Linked DNA regions of Mus musculus: region 2 is linked to region 1. Evidence: chromatin contacts called from public HiChIP or PLAC-seq data. All regions are on one chromosome and are shown on one strand. The core of a region is the stretch at or near the end of the contact, and the rest is flanking DNA. Distances in the headings are between cores, read along the strand shown.

The links. HiChIP or PLAC-seq counts read pairs in DNA pulled down with a chosen protein or histone mark.
Region 2: a FOXA1 HiChIP or PLAC-seq map of pancreatic cancer cells shows a contact between it and region 1. The contact joins two enhancer-like sites. A contact is called at or near these places in 1 of 115 datasets of contacts at active chromatin or transcription factors (pancreatic cancer cells) and 1 of 9 other capture datasets (macrophages).

What each region holds. Positions count from the first base shown.
Region 1 is chr1:135,181,744-135,184,528 of GRCm38.p6, reverse strand. No RefSeq gene overlaps it. Among named protein-coding and RNA genes, the nearest start is that of Gpr37l1, 15 kb to the right of the region's middle. Within about 2 kb of position 1,353, at least 80 of the 459 cell types and tissues checked have an H3K27ac peak or open chromatin away from gene starts, as enhancers often do. A contact at or near this core is called in pancreatic cancer cells, where this site is marked.
Region 2 is chr1:135,843,097-135,846,015 of GRCm38.p6, reverse strand. Tnnt2 (troponin T2, cardiac) reads right to left here. Exons shown (of 15, transcript NM_001130181.2): 4 at 372-461; 5 at 83-118. Among named protein-coding and RNA genes, the nearest start is that of Tnnt2, 8.2 kb to the right of the region's middle. Within about 2 kb of position 1,350, at least 33 of the 459 cell types and tissues checked have an H3K27ac peak or open chromatin away from gene starts, as enhancers often do. A contact at or near this core is called in pancreatic cancer cells, where this site is marked.

The DNA.
Region 1 (2,785 bases), core at 104-2,603:
CATCTCATTTCATCTACACAACAGTCCATGGGTAGGTATTGTCAGTCCTGATTTACAGAAGCCATTCAGTGAGGACAGGCCCAGCCCAGATCTCACAGCTGATTGGTGAGGAACCAGGATAACCGATACCATGAATTCTCAAAATTCCACCACTTACACCACAATACTCTGTGCTGTCAGCAAATGCTCAGCCGAGGTTATTCACAACTCACCACTGCTAGAGAGCTGACTCAGTCACCCAGGGCAAGCGCTCCTGGGAGGTGGGTAGCAGAGGGTACCAGTAACCCTACAGTTGACAGACCTACCCCATCTGACTGCACTGTGCAGCTGCAAGAGGCAGAACTGGATCTTTCTTCCCACCTCCAAGGGATCCAGCCCTGTGATGTCATACTGCCGGGCAGGGCTTCCAGGGATTGCTGACGTCAGGAAACTGATCCACTCCACCCAGGAACTACTGTCGCTTGTCTGCATCTTAGCCATGAATGTAACTGCAGACCCTTACGAGTCCTCGTCCTGGCAGGACAGAGAAGATCTGTGGTTCCGGGATTTAAACTCATGGATGATTTTGGAGCCTCAAGACGGCTCTCTGTGTCTCTCGATAAGTCATTTGTCCTCTCTGGAAAACCTATAGGGGTGGTCAGACTCCTTCCTCAACAAGACAAATCGCCCAAAAGAGGTTGGAAGATCATTTTCCAAATGCCAGTTAGAGAGTGCCGGGAGCAGGGAGTGGGGGAGGCGGGTGTGTGTGTGTGTGTGTGTGTGTGTGTGTGTGTGTGTGTGTGTGTGTGTGTGTAGGTAGGACACCCAGTTGGTCCTGTTCTGTGTCCTCAGCTGTGTTGCTCCCCGCTGTGTCCTCTCCATCTCCACCCCCCTCTAGTCCCTGAGAGCTACAATGCACATGACTCACCCGGCTCTCTGCACCCAGTTTCAGCCTCACCCCACCCCTGCCCTTGGCTTTCCATTTGCTGTTTACTCCAGGGAGGGAGGCATAGGTGTGCCTGGTCACCTAACCCCAGAGGGGAGAGATACAGGATTCCAGGCTTGAGCCCCAGGACTCTGCTGGCTTCACTCCCACTGGTGATCTGGGGTAGGGATAGGGTTGAGTTTCTAGCAAGGTAAAGGGAGTGGGGAGAAAAAGGCTTCAAGTGGGCCCCACAGAGCCACCTAGCACTCTGGTCCATAGTCTCTGGTCTCCTCCCCCGCCCTTAGTCTTCCGGGGTCACCAGTGGTTTCAATTCTCCCCACCCCCACCTCCAGCATTGTTTGGTGGAGCAGCCCTGCCTAACCCTCACCCTGAGGACACCACACAGAGGTAAGGACACCCTGAAAGTGGTGGGAGCCAGCAAGGCTGCTGCTAGCTCTGAGGTGTGCAGGGCCAGGCCAGGCCAGGCCAGGCCACTCCCTGTGTTGAACTGGTACAGGGAGTAAAAGGTCACTGGTCCAGGACGCTGATAACCTTGTGTTGGGCTCAGAACATGATAACCCCAAGTATGGCATCTCAGCATGGTGCAGACTCTGGAGAAGTCCTGAAGGCTCCAAGTTAGCTCCTGCCTTTAGGTCTCCTAACCCTTTGTTCTCCCAAACTCAGTGATAAATGTTAGAAATCTTCCCCAAGGTAGATCTCAGACACTAGGCACCCTCTCCCCGAAAGTCACATAAAACTTAAAGAAAGCCGATCTCTTCTTTCTCCGCTAGAGACCCTGTGCCGAGGGGATTCCATGGCAGGAAGAGGACAGGCTACAGCGAGCACAGGAGGAATCTAAATGGGTGACCAGCTTTGCTGGGTCCACTTTTTCCAGCTCCATCCCTTTCCTGTGTCCAGACATATTTTTGCTCCAGCTGTTTGTTCTCCATCCTTCCTCAGCAGAGAGGATTTCCTTTCGGGGTCTTTGTCCTCTGAAGGCTCTGGGCTACGCGAAGCTCAAGCATTGTCTGGACACATGTGCTCTTCTGTCCTGACTTTTGTTGGTTCTGACCTAGGGAGTATGTGAGGAGAGGTGTCACACCTTTAACCTGCTTCAGATAGTGATGGAGAAGGGATGGGGGAGGGAGACTCCCTAGGACAGAGAGTGGTGACAGATACTGGACTGTGAACCTGGAAACTTGGCTCTAAGCCCTGACTTGGCTACCATTTCCCTTTGTGACACAAGGTTTGCCCATTAGCACATCTTGGTGTCACTGTATAAGCATCATCCACACAAGGCAGGGGCTCAGTCAGTCCAGGCTGCTTCCAGGGACCAACCTTCCCAAAGCCTCATCTATCCCTGCATCTCTTCTAGGGAGGAGACAAGAGACCCAGTTGGGTTGTGAAGTAAGGAAAGGGTCCCCAAACAACCCAGGAGTTCTACTCCAAATACCTAGGGGGACCTGCCCCTCCCCAGGCCCAGGCTCCAGACCACAGAACAGAAAACATAGGCAAGCAGGTGGAAAATTCCCTCTGGCTCTCTGCCCAGGCACCCTGGATTACAACTGTGCCAGCGCAGGCAGGCAAGAGCCGGGAGTCCAGGGTACCAAAAGATCGCCCAGCAGTTGCTTTGAGGCCTCGGTAGCTCAACTGTCTCCACTGTCCAGTCGCATAAATTATACTTTGCTCTGGTGGACAGAAGGTGTCCACCACAATTTGTTAAAATCTGTGTGCATCTCGGGAGTTGCTCCCCGAAGCTAAGATCATTGTTGTGCCTACTCTTCCTGGAACTCTGGTCCAGGGGTCCCCGTGACTCTAATGGAGGGTCCGGAGCCCGGAGCACATCAGAGGACATGTACAAATAGAGCTTTGGCAAGTGCT
Region 2 (2,919 bases), core at 101-2,600, 660 kb before region 1:
ACCCTCTGGTTACACAGGAATCCCTGGACACAGTCTCACCCAAGGCTACTATGAGGAGTTCTCTTGTGCCAGCATCACTTACCTTCAGCATCTTTGGCTTCTTCATCAGGACCAACCTCTAAACAAAACATGATCAATCAACAGAGGTCCTGTTCCAACTCAGATTCCCCCAAGAGCATTCCCCATGGTCAGGCAGGATATTCTGCTGGTTTGTAGGGTCAACCACAAACGAAGCTCTGTATTGACAATCATCACCCAGAAAGCAGACTGCTGCATCCCCCGAGCCCAGACAGGGACACAAGCTAGCAAGCACCTGTTGGACGACTTAAGACACCACCCCTAGCCCCTCATCCCCTCACCCTGGGCTGTACCTTCTACGTTGGCCTCCTCTGTCTCAGCCTCACCCTCAGGCTCAGGTTCAGCCCCACCAGCCTCCTCCTCCTCCACTGCCTCCTCTTGCTCTGGAGAGGTAAAAAAGACACCATGACCAACTGACCCTCTCTCTTAACGTGCAGAAAGCACCCCCAGAACAGAGATCACATCGGGAGGGTAGAACAGAGCCAGTAACATCCAGGCTCACATGATATAGGAGCCACAGACCCAAATGACAGAGGAATGCTGTTTGGCTCCTGGTTCAAACTGGAGCACAAAGCCACGCCCAGCCCAGGACTACTTCTGCAAGCAAAGATTCCTATAACCTCACCCACTCATCTACACTCTCATCCATGCCTCAACCGCCCCCCAAGTAAGTCAGTGCCCCAGAGTTCCCTGTCTGCTCCTTTGCAGGTAAAGTGAAATCCAACAGAAGGGTCCCATCTGACTGGTAAGTACCCCTAAATTTGGCTCCCTGAGAGTTTGGAAATCTGAGCTGGGTCTTCCCTAGTGTAGAAACACATTATATACATAGATAAAATATAATGGTGTGGCGGTGGGAAACACCAGTGACAGGACATCAAGACTCACTGCTGGGGACTAGTTGGGGTGAAGTTCTGTCTAGCCTCTTTCTGTCCAGTTTAGCACTAGCTTCCCCCATGACCTTCCTGGGGACAGAAATCCATCGTCTTCCCCAACTGTTCACCCCAGAGGTGCTGGCACCACAGGACAGGTCCTGACTAAACTGAGGTGCTAGGGAAAGTCTGTTGTGAATCCAGTGTCTCTTCAAGTCCTTCTTCCAAACCCAACAGAGGTTGTGCGGGCGGATGAAAGGTCCAATAGTTAGAGAGATGTGCTACCCAGAAGGTTGCCAGCAGTTTCTATTTTCATCGTTTGCTTGACAGGATGTGGATGGACCCCGCCTCTCCCAACATTCTGAAGGGACAGACAGATTAGGGAGACAGGATGCCATCCAGACCATGACTCAGCTTGGCGGAAGTGCTTGTAACATTCAGTGATTGATAGACTGACAAGTGGTGGCCCCTTGGCAGAGGGAGAAGAAACACCTCAGGACAGAAAGAACCATCAGAGGAGAGAGGGCCTCCACCCCCACTGCCTCATCGTCTCTGCCCTCCTTTCTTAGGACTGGGTCCCCACTGAAGTCCTGGGGTGCCTCTTCTTTCAACCCTCCAGGAGGTTTGTCAGGTAGCATAAGAGTAGAGGAAGGTGGCCAGCTATGGGGTCCACCCTGAGGCCACCTCTTCTCCCATTCACCCTAAGTTTCATTTTCCTGTGCCACGTGCCATGGGCCCAGTGGTCATTTAGAAGCCCAAGGAACAGGTCACACTTAGGCCTCCCTGGACATCACTGTAGGAAAGCCAGTCCTAAAATTAAGCCCCATTCTGTCTCCCCTCGCCTCCTGTTACCCCCAAGAAGCAAGTCCACCTTCACCCCACCTCTCAGCAGAACACATCTGAAAGCTGACATCATGTCCTTTCTGCTCTGGCTATTTCTGGCCTTTTCTGTCCCCAGAGCCCAACCTTGCCTTAGGCAAAACAGGGAAGGTCCCCACATGAACACTGACATGAGCAGTGGAGCAGCTGGGGTTTGTTCCTATCACAGGAATCCTTCTGTGACCATATGTGGAGCAGGTGGGAAGACAGGATAGCCCAGATCCTTCCCACTTCCCTCCCAGAAGGAAAAGAGGGAATGGGGGAGGGGTCCTAGGGTCCTGGCCCTCTGAAGTTGTTGGTCTCCCTAGCCTAAGCCCAGAGCCCAGGAGGAGCAAGAAAGCAGGGACAGGCACAGGATAGGGAACGCTGTACTACCGTCCTCCTCTTCTTCACTCCAGTCTTCCTCTTCCGGGTGCAGGAGGTGGCGGTGGCGACAGCAAAGGGAGCAAGCAGAACAGGTTAGTGTGCGGTGCAAAGCCTGGCAGCAGCGCAGACCACAACCAGCTCAGAGTTAGGCCTGAACTCTGATTCACAAGTCAACATTCAAGCAATATGGCAGCCTCACTCCTCGTGACATGCCTGAGCCTCAAGGACCATTGCCTGCCAACCACTACTGAGGATGGAGCAGCTTAGCATGCCTAGCAACTGAAAGCATTGAGAGAGAAGCGCCCCAGCTACAGGCCCTGGCTTCTCGCTCACTGAAATGGTAGACCCCAGTAGCAGGGAGAATAGGAAAAGATTTGACTCCCCCTCCAAGTACCCCACATTCCTGCTCTGAATGAGTTTTTGGACTGTCCCACAGAACATCTACCAAATCCCAGAATCACGGGTAGGAAAGTCCCACTGGGGGCCATACTAAGGGAGCTGGCATGGGCTGTTGGAAGGCCTGGGCTCATAATCTGAGGAGCCTGACCACTTCCCCGTTGTTCGTGATGCAAATCTCTGGTTAAGGAATTGCTTAACAGCGGTGGGAAGACCCTTTCCCCTAGAAACAAGACTCTTAGGATTATCTGTCCTATCGGTTTCAGCCACTCATCTGGACCTTTCCCTTCTGAGCCAGAGGGGCTGCCTCAGGCCATTCAGGGCAAGCAAG